Regions from separate parts of the Anser cygnoides genome. Here region 1 is linked to region 2. Evidence: chromatin contacts called from public Hi-C data. All regions are on one chromosome and are shown on one strand. The core of a region is the stretch at or near the end of the contact, and the rest is flanking DNA. Distances in the headings are between cores, read along the strand shown. Region 1 holds the start of TUT4 (terminal uridylyl transferase 4). Region 2 overlaps TUT4 (terminal uridylyl transferase 4).

Region 1 (6,915 bases), core at 2,747-5,246, 39 kb before region 2:
GCCACGTATGCAGGGAGCAGCCTGCAGAAGGAAAAGACTCGACACACAGAGGGGTTAGACTTGCAAACGTTTTATTTACAGTGCAAAGACCTACGGAGCGGTATCAAAGCAAGCTTGCAGGCAACGCTCCAGATCAGTTAAAGAAGAGTCGTAAATACAAATCTATCTGCATGCATGCACCGAGTTAATAATGAACAATCTCTTCTCCCGCACTTGGTTTCCGCAGACATGCAAGGACTGGCTGCTAGCGCCCGAGAGCTGCCCACCGCCTTGCGGACTTACCGAGCCCCTGTACTTCTCCAGAGAGACTAGTTTGCCCCTGATGTTTACAACTTTGAAAGTGTAAAAATCAGTCTCTTTTTGCTGCGTAGCGGAAAATGCTAAGAGCAGGAGTGCTGCAATTGCAAGGAGCATGGCTACAGGGATGAGAAAAACTTTGGGGAAGGAAGAGGAAGGCTTGTGCTCCACACTGCCCTCAGGATCTAGCATGCTGCACCGCGCTGCAGAGACACTTGCCACAATAGCAAAACCCTGCCGGAAAGAAGGGACTGCTGCAAACGGAGCTTTTGCAACAGTCTGGCTCTTGCAGAGGTGTAGCAGAAGCTGCGTTACATGCAAGACCTGAGGGGCATGTATTCATGGAGGATTTAAATAGGCTAAACCAGAATGTTTCATTGTGGTAGTGGTGTGTTAAGGGAGGCCATTTATGGGTACAACACCTACTTCCTTCTGCTTGAGAGTAGTAATGCTGTGTCAGTGGGATGCCAGACATAGAGATTGGTTTTAACTATGTCCTAGGGAAATAAGGGATAGTTTTGTGATTTTTTTGATGGACTTGCAAGTGCATTTCTTTAGTATCCTGACTATAGCATCTAGTAACTATGATGTAACATCAAAGGATACCAGTGGCTTGGTTGCTAATGGTTACAGCTGCGAGTGCTCAGAGCAAGAGTCCCAGCATACAGTCAGCAAAAACTGAGAATTACAGACATGCCACGCACAATATCATGTGCAATGGAGCACTCTTTGTCAAGCCTTCACGAACTTCTCCTCTGCGAGCACTTGGTTTGTGACAAGTGACAGGGTGATCTAGGAGAAAGCACATTACCAAGGAGGTGTCAAGTGAGAAAGAAGCATTAAGCATTGGAAACTAAATTTGTTACCAAAGCTTTCAGTTCTCAGAGCCATGCCACTGCCTCAGGATCAGTGCACTAACACCCTTCTTGGGTTGTCTGCATGAAAAAACAGCCATTTCTATCATTTGCTACTATGCCTGCAGGAAGAAAAGGATTTGTATATACAAGGTAACAACAATAGAAAGCATTTGATGATCATTGATTTTTTTCTTGGACTAAGAAACTGGCCCTCCATGCCTATGACTGATACCTCTTGGCAAAGAAAAGCAAAATGCAGAGATTTACAGAAAACAATTAAGTAGCACATCCAAGGCATATTGGAAATCCATCTTTTGAAGAGCAAATTACATTTCTTAATCTTACTGTGTGATTTTATTTTATTATTTATTTTAACTGAAAGTTTTGGTAGATCTTTGACAGCTTGATTAAATTTGCTTAGGGTGATTCATGCATAAGTGGCATTACTGAAAGTGCAGAAGCTACGTATAACTAGTTGAAAGATTTAACGACAGGTTTTAAACATTTCAGACTTAGCATGTTTTTATGTATTTCAGCTTAGGTAGACATTCAACGTCAAGAAATCATGCAATATTCTATGTGGATGAAAAATCTTCTACCATGCTGTCTATGGGGAAGATACCCAGTGCTAAGAGGCTGAAGTTCTCATCTCCACAGATAAGTGCCATCTTCCTGTATACTTTTCTGCCTGTAATATTGACCAAGAACCAAGTATGATTTCCTCACTTTACAAATAAATCATCTAAGAAGCTTTAGAGAGTTTCTTAACACACATCTGGAGATAGAGAATAGGGCTTTAATATACTATATACTTTTAAATAAATACAATCGAATTCTAAAAATAATCAAATTATTCCAACAATGAAAATAATGTAACTTGCTCATCTTTTTTTTTGGTCAGAAAATTAAAAATAAATCTACAATACACTTCTGCATTATTTTTAGGTATAATGATATAGTAGTTTTGGTATGGGGCTACAAATAAGGCATCACACTGCAACATGAGACAAGCGAGGTTTTGCTCTGGATAGGGACTCTATAAAATCTGCTTCCTACAGCTTCACATTTATTGTCTCTGATTCCCAGACAAAACTCACTTGCTTTTAGAATTACGTTTTCCTCCTACAAACTCAGCCCAGAATCTGAATGCTTTTGATCACTGTCACTGAATTAGGAGTTCTTTAAATAATGGCCAGCTGGCAGTGGAATTCAGCTTCCTCTTTTACTGCCATGTTTCTATACTACTCCCTGCAATAAAACATTCAACATCAGCAAAGAAAGCAGAATTGTTTCTGAAAATACACAGCAACTATGTCAAAGACCATTGGTTTTGTAGTGGTTCGAGTTTTCAGAGCCAAACTGCACTAGCATTTTCAATTAAAGTCTATCCAACAGTTTGAACTAAATTGTTGAAAGAATCTGATATATTCTAATAAATTTCAGCTCGCAGGAAAAATGCCAATCAGGCTAACAAACTGGTGTCTGTTTGCTCAGTAGCATGTCTAAATATCGATCTAGGATGACAATATCCAGTAGCAAGTATAATTTAGTTACTTTTGCAATTTACTCTTTGGCCTACTAAACCTAATAAAAATATTTGTCAAATAGGACTGGATTGAAACCACCACCCAGCTAACCTCAGCTGCTCACCGAACAGCACTGAAGCACTTCAATTTTTGTCACTGCTGATTTTGACGGGATTAGGCCCATCTTTCTAAAGGCGAAAGCTCTGCGCAACTTCCCATTAGCAATACCCTGAGGTATCCATTCCTCGTTTTGTAAAACTTGAACTTCAAGTGAACCATGAGAAAGCAGATTAGCTCTAAGGATTGCACTGAACTGACAATACATTTCAAAGCTTTATTCCACCAGCATTTGTAGCATCCAGCATTACAGATTTTGCAACTTTTACCTACACAGGCTCCCTGAGGTAGCCTTTCCAGCACTATTATTCATGTTATTTTGAGTAACTTCCTTTCAATCTCTTCAGTAGTTCAACAGTAATCTTTTATGCCCCTTGTTTTTCTGGACAGGCCTCCTTACCCAGGGCTAAGAAGTGCCAACAACATGACATTTCCCTGCCAAGAAGGGGTAGTGCTGTACTGCATCACTGAGAGATTTGCCTTACATAAACACTTGCCAATTTCTTTAGGTCACCCCCCAGCACTGCCAAGAGCTGGGCAGGCCAGCTCTTCTCCCCCGAGACCTGCGGGAGTGCCAGCAGACACGCTGGCCAAGCCGCTGTCCCTAGCTGCAGCTGGGGCCAGCTTTGCAGCCAAGGTCAGGGAGCCAGGGAGCATTTCCCTCAGTGTGTCCCGTGTTGGGGAAAGGCCCCGGGAGGTTCGGGGTGTCCTGCAGCCTGTTTACCACAGGCTGCTTTGTGTGGAGCACACCAGCGCTCCTCCACCGACCGGCAGCGTGCAGAGCAGGCTAAGGGGCAAAAAAACCTCAGAGGCGCAGGCTGTGGTGGGGGACCCTCAAGGAGCCACCACAGCGGATGAACAAGCCCAAAGGCGGCTCTACAGGGCCTGGGGCCTTGCCTGCGTGAGGGGGGCCGGGCATTCCCTCACGGCTTGTGGAAAAAAAAACGGAAAAAAATTGAGGGGAAAAAATCGAGCAGCTGATTCCCTCAGCCCCCTGCTGCAGCACCGCGGCAGGCCGGCCGGGAAGGCGGGGGAAGGCGGCAAGCGGGGCTCTCCCCTAAACCGAGGGAGCCCCGGGAAGGGCCGAGGGGCCGGGGGAGGCCGAACCCAGCCGTGCCAAGCCCAAGCGAACCGAGCCGGGCCAAAAGGAACCGAGCCTGGCCGAGGCGAGCCGCCCGCCCCCGGGGCTCTCCCTCCCGCCCTGCCCCACAATGCAGCGCGCGGCGCGGCTGACATGGCGGCCGGGCCGGACTGAGCCGCTGCCGTCGGGGCCTCCAGCAGCCGGAGCCGGGCATGGCGGGGGCGCAGCCCCGGCACCCTTAGGGCCGCAGCCAGGTACCGGGCCCCGGGGGGCCGGGAGGGGGCTCCCCCGACAGGGTGAGGGCGGCTGGGCGCTCTCTGCCCTCTCCCCTTTCCCCTCTCCCCCCGTGCGCGGCGGGGCGAGGCGGGCTCGGGGGGCACGGTGCCCGCGGAGCCCCCGGAGCCCCCGGAGCCCCCGGCCTCAGCCCGCCCGGCCCCGGCCCCGCCGCTCGCCGAAGCCTCGCAGCCCTGCGGCCGGCCGCTGAAAGGCTGCGAGGGGGGGTCCCGGGCCATCCTCGCCCGCTGGGCCCCCGTCCAGCCCGGCCGTGGCCCCTCCTGCTCGCCCAGGGGAGAGGTTCGGGGTTCTGGGCGTCGCGGGGTGCCCGCAGCGCCGCCGGGGGCTGCCTCCCCCCGGGGTGGCTGTGGCTCTTTTGTCGGCTCGTCTCGTGTGCGGGGAGAGCTGAACGAGGCTCCAGCTCCTGCAGGACGCTGCGATGTGCCAGTTGGCTCAATGTGTCACAGCCCCCGAGGCCTTCTTGCTGTTAAGGTTGTTTGTGGGAATAGCAAAGGGGATGAGCTGTGAGGGCGCAGAGGAACAATGTAATCAGGTTCAGGCTGAGGTATTAGGGAGGGACTGGTATGTGAAACAATAGTTTTATCTGCGTGCGGATCCATTAATTCTTTTTGGTTTTCACGCCACCCCCACGTCACTTTGCTTCATGAATGCCTTGCCCTGCCTTTGAGGGTCACTGCATCTGCTTGAAAATAGAGGATACATGTTGGTTTTGTTTTACTTATGTTCCCAGCTCGGGGAGGTGCTTTTGGACAGTCTGACCCCAGATAGTTATGACATAATTATTTCCGAGACGAGAAAAGTAACCCAGACATGGAAATATGACTTAATTACAGTATCTGACAGAAGAAGCTATATTAGGAGTGAGAGGTCTCCTTTTCAACCATTAGTTATGTAGTGAGCTTTTGTCTACCTGACTTTAGTGATAATCGCTGCATAAAATTATTTTTAGGATGAAATTACAGTTTCCCAGAACATATGTGTTGGGATATGATCCTGGAGGATACATAGAGAGGGATCAGAAAGTTCTTTCTGTGTTCTGTCCTTGCACAGAAAACAGCTGGGACTTTGTCTCCTACCCACCTAGCGCAGGAACAGAAATTGCAAGGTGCCACGGGGCACCTACACGGTACAGGGCATTTGCCTGCTTCTTCCTCTGAAGGGAATTACTGCTGCAGGGACAAAGGGGAGAAGGATTTCCCTGTGTCCTACTTGAAAGCAAGATATCCCTAGGGAGCTCCTCTTAAATTTCTTGTGGATCTGCTTGTCACGGTTTTGGTTTGTATATTCATATCGATAAGGCAGTTCAAAATCTTGCCCAGCTGAGAGTATATCCTGCTTTCTAGTTGTGCTTGCTTTTACATTTTATGAAGTGTTTTTACTAAATCAACTTTAATTGTTGTCCTCATCTTGATGAGGTAACGTAATACTGGTACAGAGTATTTATTTTTTTCATGGAAGGACAGATTCTGCGTTTTGCTTATTGGATTAATTTGCAGCATGGAAGCCATCCAGGGGAAGTCAACGTTTCTGATGCTTTTGGCGCATTATCAAACAGCGTACAATAATAATCACAAGTTGTTTAATTGTACATAAGTGATAGATCAGTAACTCTTTTAGCACAGAAGTACTGAAAACACATTGTCTAAGTTTAGTAAGAATGCATATGAATCTCATGTTTTACTTTTGAACAGCGCTGCATACACAGATGTGTATGTACCCATACTATACCCTTGGTTCTGATGTTTTAGTAAATCTTTGGAAAAAAACAGTGCATCACATGTTACTAGATTACTTAATTAATTTTTATTTCTGTTGCTGTCTAAAAGAAACATTGCCAGCAAGAAGTAACTTTCAGACTTCAGTTTTTGGTGTCAGCAAAACTTGACTTGGGAGTCTGGAATCAGTTTAGTGTTACAAACGGTTGTGAATCAACGCATGTGCCAACTATATGAGTGTATTTTTGACAACTTTTCTAAAGTAACAGTTTCCAGTGTATTTCTTTCAGAAGTGAAAGTGCTGGATCCTAGTAAAGCAGACCTAAGGATGCTGGTGGTAACGGATCCATTTGCTTTGGCTGTGGTTTGTGAACTAGTTTGCAGCTGGTACGAGGTAGTGCAAAGGATGTCCTCCTAAAGGATTAGGGTTTGGGTGGAAGGATCACTGTTAATACAAGATCCAGATAAAGTTCTATGCCAAAAATACACACTGTTGTATTTTTATTGAGCACAAACAGCAAGGAGAAACAGAAGTTTAAGAAGAAGATGGATAGATAGAATTTAAATATGTAGCTGCTATTTAAGCCAGCTTCGTGATCAGTTCAGGCCTCCAGAAGCTACTTTAGCCTCTGAAAGGCCTTACGCCTATGTAGTGCTGTATTGCTTTTTTTCCCTCTTTTTTCCTTTTTTTTTTTTTTTCCTCTCTAGCCTCCTACCCTGTACCCTGTACTGGTACAAATGTTGTTTGTTCTTAAAAGTTAGAGCTAACTTGGATCAGTTTCCTGATCTGGTTACAGCATGTACCTTGCAACACAGAGCAACATTTGAGGCAGGTGGTACCCCTTTTTTGGCTTCAGAGCTTAAGCCGATTGCGAAACGGTGGGGTTTTTCAAAAGTTTAAACAACTAGTACAGTAAAAGTGGGGTCAGACCCCAAACTCTGAGGCATTAGGTATCTTTATATGAAATACACAGGGAAGGGAGGACACAGTAATGTAATTACACAGCTGGTGGAACAGAGGGAGGGTG
Region 2 (7,063 bases), core at 4,337-6,836:
CCAATACATCATGGAAATACTTACAAATTACTTTTAAAAAAACAAAGGGAAAACGAAACAATAAGGAATTATAGAAACAGCTATAGTAACATGAATTTAGGAACAAAATTTTACAATATCAAAATCCGGATGTCAAATGTTGAGGCTTGTTGCATTTGGGCATTTTTGTTTTGTATTTTCATTTTTGGCACATTATAAACCCAAAATATTTTGTTTATTAGAAGGCTTTCTGTTCTTATGTTGGTCTAATTGGGTTCTAGGTTTGCCACATGATGCTTGATTCAAAAGCCTTTTATTTTTCAGGTTTCATAAACCAATTTTTAGTTATGAGATGAATGTGTTCTTTATTACTGGTGGGGCTATGTTTGCTCACTGTCATAGTTATTACTTTTGAATAATATAATGTAAATTCAGTACTTCATTTAAAATGTATTTTTTCAGCGCTGTGACATTGGTGATGCGTCCCGTGGTAGTCTGTCTTCATATGCCTATATCCTTATGGTTTTGTACTTTCTACAACAGAGAAATCCACCAGTTATTCCAGTTCTTCAGGAGGTAAGTTTACAGAAAAATAGACTATGAAAATAAATGCACTGCTGCCTCAAGCCAGACGTGAGATGTGAGAAATCTGTGCGTTTAGGGTTAGATGGATGTATGAAATAGAGGGCACTTCCTCATTAGCAGGCTTCTAACTCCCACTTGGTTTTAGTGGGTAAAGCTTAACAGGAAAGTCACAGCACAATCAGGAATCTGTTAGATTTAAATTCTGCTGTTAAGTTTACTTTGGGATTTTGGCCTTATGGTGATATTTACACGCTGAGCAGGCTTGGACAAAAAATTGGCAGGTGAGGGAGGGAAGGGAATTGTAATGATGAGATTGTGCCAGATGCTCATGAGATGCAAGTCTATCAATTACTGTCAAACTTTTTTTTTTTAAATGCTCAATTATTCAACTGTAAGAGAGAGTTCATTTTCTATTTTGATAAGGTAAGGGGAAAAAGGGGTAACAATTGCTTTGGTATAACTTTAGAGGTACTGGTTTTGTATGTGCCAGGAAACTTTATTTAAGAAAATAACATTTTGTACCTTCCTTGAGTAAGTGGGGGAATATGCTTAGTTAGCTATCTGCCTCTCCCTGGATATGCTGTAACTGTTGAGCACTTCTGAAAATTACCACTTTTGGACTTTTTACTTGTCTGCTTACAAGAAGAAAATGGGTTTAAACACAGCAGTTGAGATTCTGACTTTCTTGGCGCTACTTCAGTAGCGGTTGGGGGTTGTTATTTTATTGCTACCTCTGAGAGTACATTTAAATAATAGTGGAATTTCCCCTTGGCTTTGCTAAAGTCAATGTAATAGAAATCTCATAAAGTCTACTTAGAGATTTTGTGGGCAAGAGGGATGTCGGAATCTTGGTTAGGTAATTTAGTCATGTTTTCTTAGTTGTAAGGAACAATTAAAAATAAAATATCCAAGGACTTTGAGAGAGAGATAGCAATAATACAAAAAGACTCCCAAGTGCTTTACCAATTGGAAATACTGCCCATATAACAAGTAATAGCTAAAATTAAAAGATTTGTATTTTTGTGCAGTTTCTTGATAACTGCAGGTCTTCTACGGTGACTTTGAATTAGAGTGGTAACTGTGTCCCTTTCTATTTTGGCAGATATTTGATGGAAAACAGATTCCACAGAGAATGGTGGATGGATGGAATGCCTTTTTCTTTGATGACATGGAAGAATTGGTAATATTCTAATTCCAGAAGAGTAACTAAACTTAAGGATTGTTTTTATGAGAAAGTGATATATTTTTAACAGTGCAATTCACAAAAGAGTAGTTAAAATTCTGTATTATTACAACTTCCCACATTAATTCTATTTTGCTGAAAGGAGGGTCTGCCTTTTATGTACATATAAAAATATATGTCATGATAAATAATAACATCAGCCCGATCCAGGACTGCTTTTAACTATAGTGACTTGTTAGTTGCACCTTACTGTGACCAAGGGCAAATGTAGACAAACTTATAATTAGAGAGGTGGTTTGCGAGAAGGAAAAATGCTTTTTTAATACCTGTATAAATTGTCTTCGATTGCATGTAGAAGAAGCGTCTGCCTTCTCTTGGGAAGAACACTGAATCACTTGGAGAACTCTGGCTAGGGTTGCTGCGGTTCTACACTGAAGAATTTGACTTCAAGGAGTATGTGATCAGCATCCGGCAGAAGAAGCTGTTAACTACGTTTGAGAAACAGTGGACATCCAAATGTATTGCTATCGAAGGTAATTGCTGAATTTTGGCTCTATTAATGAAGGAGTGATGTATGCTGTTGTTTTGGGATCTGTTCTCATTGTTGCACAGGATCTTTATGTAAGCAAACTACCATCAATGTTTAAAAATAAAAAATAAAAAATTGCAAGTCCTACAGCTTACAAAGTGAGATTAGACTCTAAACTTTTAATAATACATCTTTAAAGTGCTGTTGATAAAAATTAGGTTAATGAAAGTTATGTTACATTACACTTTTTCCAACTCAGATTTGTTTTTCCCCCCTTCTTTACACAGATCCTTTTGACTTGAATCATAATCTTGGTGCTGGAGTCTCTAGGAAAAGTAAGCTATTAATTTCTTCTAATCATTAACAACTACTGTTTTCTAAAGTGTTGTGCCTTTTCTGTTTCCTAATAATTTTATCTTTCTTCAATAGTGACCAATTTCATAATGAAGGCATTTATCAATGGGAGGAAATTATTTGGTACCCCGTTCTACCCAACTGTTGGAAGAGAAGCTGTAAGTTTTCATAGTTTTTAGTAGTTTTTTTACCTTCCTCTGACCACTAAAATGATGAGTCCAGAGCAAATCTCTTGTATGTATTTATCAATTTTATCAACATAATCTATGTAATTATGCATTGCCTCCATAAAATGTACAGCTTAGTATTGGACTTCTGTGGTATAAAATTCACAGGAGTAGTTGGGTGGCTGATGGGTATTCATGGCAGTTTAGCGAGAAGTAAGCTTATTTTGGTGTTTTGTTTTCTTTTCATTGTATGGCATTAAGTATTGCAGAGAACAGCAAAATCAGCTTTAAAACCCAGAAAGAGATTTTTTAGCTATTTATGTAGCTAAAAAAACAGACTCATAAGATGTGAACAAAGGAAGAGGCAAGCTTGCTATTATTCTTTCATTTCTCAGTCTTTTTAAGTGATTGGTTTATACATTGTATCTGTCTGATGCATTTTGATAGGAATACTTTTTTGACTCGAAAGTGCTGACAGATGGGGAATTGGCACCCAATGACAGATGTTGTCGTGTCTGTGGAAAAATTGGTCACTACATGAAAGACTGTCCAAAGAGGAGGAGGTAAGTAATACATAAAGCTAACATTTTAAAAGTAAAAATCTGAGATTGTGATCTGTTCTTCAGAAACTGCTGCCACAGCGCAGCCACACAGACTCTCTCTCAAATTGTATGTACAGCTCACAAAATGGTACTAATATTCAATAGTCCTGGAGCCATCACGTTGAAGAAGACCTTTGCCTCTTGTCTTGGTTCCTGATCACTAATACTTTTCTGGTATTTCTGAAGTACTTATATGTTGGTACAGCTGTTGGTTGTGTAACAGTTTCCTTTGCACAATCTAACAACTCAACGGACATTTTTCTTTGTGGTTTTTGTAATAGTGCTAATAAAAAATTATCATTCAGGTTGAAGAAAAAAGAGAATGAGAAAGATGATGAAAAAGAAGTGAAAGAAGAAGATAGAGAAACGAGAGAGAAGAGGTGTTTCATCTGTGGAGATGTGGGTCATGTTAGAAGAGATTGTCCTGAATTCAAACAAACCCGACAGAGAAATAGTAGTGTGCCAGGTAAGGAAAGTTTGTGTTCTTAGTATCATCTGCAAGTTCTGACATCCCTTCTTTCTAGGTTTCTATTCAGACCTGTTAATTAACTTTTGAACTGCAACTAATGCTTTCAGTCATTGCAAATACAGCTTTTAGATTAAGTGTTGCTTTTCTTCAAGAGAAGTAATACCTATTGAAGTATAGTCTTCGTATGGGTGGTAAAAACATACTCAGCAGTAAGTATAGCCTTCAGAGTCTTGCATTATTTGACTTCCACTCTCGCTGGGTGCACTTAGAAGTAGTAATCATAGTAATAATTGAATACATTTCCTTTTCTAAGTGTTTCTTAAATGTTAGCTAACCCTCTATCATCTGTGAGAGGTAAGTAAATATATTTTCACAAAAAATCAGTGGTCTTAAGTATCACTTCTAAAAGCATGCAGATCCATTAAGAAACTAGATCCACTTTTGAAATTACTTTTAGTATTTAGAGACAAATCTAACTGCAAACCCATTCCAGTTACGTCCTTCAGGGTCCATGGTACTTGAAAAAGTAGGGAAAGACATGATAAATGAAATGTGGAGAGAACCTTGCTGCTTTTCTGTATTCTGATATCCCCTTTTTTCCTCTTTCACCAAAAGTTTCTGCTGTTGCTAATGCCGTTTGAAATCCCGCTACTCACAGCAATAGCGTGGAAACCTGTGTAAAGGAGCACTCCCACCTGTTAGCAAAGTGAACCTTGTTCATGCTAGGATTTGTATTACACAGAATTAGATTTTGGCTTTAGCTGGTGTCAGCTGGTACCAGTAGATGGAAAGTTTTCCTCTTAAAGGCAGGAGACATTAAAGTGATTTACCTACACTGTGTCACATGAGACTTACAATGTCACTGACTCCCAGTTCAGCGTTCATACTGTAATCCATAACCTTGTGTTTTTTATTCAAATTTTTTTTGTTCCTTGATTAGGCACCCAGTTGGTCCGAAGCATGGTAAATTCACAGCTAGTGGCTGTAAGCCAGCAGCAAGTGGAACGACCCTTGCGTACTAGACAGTCATCGGAATGTGTAAGTTCCAATTAGCTACGGTATTAAAGTAAGTAGCTTTAGCAAACCAGCAACCCTGGGCTGCACTAGGAATAGATTTGCCCAGATTTTTTGAATGGACTCTGGACTTTACAATGACAACATTGCACTCTACATTGCCAGTTAATGAAACTTTGATTTGTAACGCAGTGTTTCTTTGAGGACCGTTCATGGTCTTTCAGTATGAAAACCGCATAGTCACATTTCATAGGAGAACTCAATTCTGAAAGGTCAACTTCACTGTTTGTCAAATTTAAGTTAGGGTGGCTTTTGAAGTCTTGTGCTTAGTTATTCTGGAATTACTAAGGGAAGTAAAGCACAGCTTATTGTTAACACGCTAGAGATCTAGGTTTGTGACTATCATGATTCTCTGTGGTTTAAAAAGAGAACTGTCTGAGGGGACTGCCGTGAACAGACCGGGAACATGGGTTAATCATTCCTCAGTTCAGATGTTATACAGGGAAAGAGTCTGCCAGCACAAACTAGAAGCACAAACAGGACAATGGGGGAATGTTTGGTAGTTTTCTCAGAATTTGTTCAAGTGTATATAGAACCAGATAAGATGTGTTTAACTTGCTCCAAAGTGTGATAGATAGCAGAGGGTATTTGAGTAAATACAGCTGTTAACATTTAATGTTATTGAAGTATAGAATACAGTGAAAACTTACTAATTTTAAGCTAGTAGCATGAGAAACTTGTGCCTGCTCATGAAGCTGGCAAGTAAGCAAATGTAGTAATTGGGGCTGCTGATTCCTAATGCTCTTTGTTCAGTTTACTACTTTAGGTGTAAAGTATTTCATAAGTGATGAGACATTTATTGGAGTGTTTGCTCCAGTAACAGACCTTATAACATCATTTTTACTATAATAATATACTGTTAAGGAGGGACTGATACAGTCCTAACCTAATTGAAGGAGTATCCCTGGAGCCTTCTATTTCTGCTTGGGAAATTGAAGCTGGACGTGTGGGTACGCACGTAGGCACATCAGATGCAGTAGGTCCAGTGTATGTGCACAGTGTTGTGTCATCTGGATGTCTTGTGTCTTGGACACTGTGCATGTGTTACATGGCTGTCATTTGGCTGGGATTTCTTGGAGAATGTGTGCTGAGGGTTGTTTGAGGATAGGAAGGGGGAATGTTAGTGGAGCAAGAGGGAATGAAAATAGAAAATAGGGCTGCAGAAGCAGACGTAGAGGCTGGAGCCTAACATTCCTCCTCTCCTGCTGCTGGCATGTCCTATGCATGCTTGTGATAATTTAATGGTTGCAAGAAGGCTCTTCCTTGTTTGATAGAAAGGTATAGGAGGTACTGCAACAGAAACAGGTGGAATAGCAGCAGGGAGCAGTCCCAGCTTCTGGGCTTCAACTTTGCTTAGGCAAAGACACAGCATGCTGCTCAGTGTAACGCTGTGAACGGCTGGCGTGGGGAAGTCCTGTCTTACCTACTGGTTATTGAAGAAAAGTAACTGCCAATGTAAACAGGAGACCAGTCATAGGTAGTGACAAGCTGCTGAGACCTTTAACTTCAGATGTTTGACAGCAGCTGACTTGGAGCTTAGCTGTCTGTGTAGTCTGTGGAGGGAGGCAAGCACCTCTAGGGGAAGATGGAAATCTGAGAATCAGATAATCGTCTGTGACCTAGGCAGACATCTCACATTTGAATCTGTCTTTGGAGGTACCTTTCTCATGCCATCACTGTCTCATTTGAATGTTTAAAAACAAATTACATTAATACTGGTAATAAATTTCGGCAGATAAGCTGGGGTACTTTTTTCCCTGCCAACTGAGTTCTTGAAGTGCTTCTCTGTTTAGTTGTAACACCAAACAGATGAGGTAGGCTTATGCCTGTTTCTGTTGCTGGCGAAAGGGAAAACTTTGTAAGAGCTCTGTAAATGCTGTGATACCGGCTGTTTCTGTTCCTTCAGCCATGACATGACATCAGGATATAGAGATTGAAACTGAGCGTTAGGAGCTTCAATTTCTTGTTTAACAGGTTATATAACAACTAAAGAAATACTTGAAACTTATTTTGGAATCACTTACAAAACTATCTGTAGTAATAAGAACAACTCTGTTTATAAGTAAGTTACCTCTTTAATGAGATTCTGGGCTGTAAATAAACAGGGTAGGGAAGACACTG

Evidence for each region. A called contact is a pair of places that touch in the nucleus more often than the background predicts.
Region 1: a contact with region 2 is called in a Hi-C map of liver, with 5 times the contacts expected there. The contact joins the promoter of TUT4 here to the enhancer-like site in region 2. A contact is called at or near these places in 2 of 7 Hi-C or Micro-C datasets (both in liver).

The regions. Positions count from the first base shown.
Region 1 is chr8:27,468,258-27,475,172 of Taihu_goose_T2T_genome, reverse strand. It overlaps TUT4 (terminal uridylyl transferase 4), which reads left to right and starts at 3,996. Exons shown (of 30, transcript XM_048061909.2): 1 at 3,996-4,132. GPX7 (glutathione peroxidase 7) reads right to left here and starts at 489. Exons shown (of 3, transcript XM_013176298.3): 1 at 283-489. The coding sequence starts at 489. It overlaps LOC106033012 (a long non-coding RNA gene), which reads left to right. Exons shown (of 7, transcript XR_010833272.1): 7 at 227-322.
Region 2 is chr8:27,431,009-27,438,071 of Taihu_goose_T2T_genome, reverse strand. It overlaps TUT4 (terminal uridylyl transferase 4), which reads left to right. Exons shown (of 30, transcript XM_048061909.2): 20 at 442-555; 21 at 1,667-1,744; 22 at 2,103-2,280; 23 at 2,564-2,611; 24 at 2,706-2,788; 25 at 3,245-3,360; 26 at 3,705-3,865; 27 at 4,809-4,906. Among named protein-coding and RNA genes, the nearest start is that of PRPF38A, 16 kb to the right of the region's middle. Within about 2 kb of position 5,586, at least 2 of the 3 cell types and tissues checked have open chromatin away from gene starts, as enhancers often do. A contact at or near this core is called in liver, where this site is marked.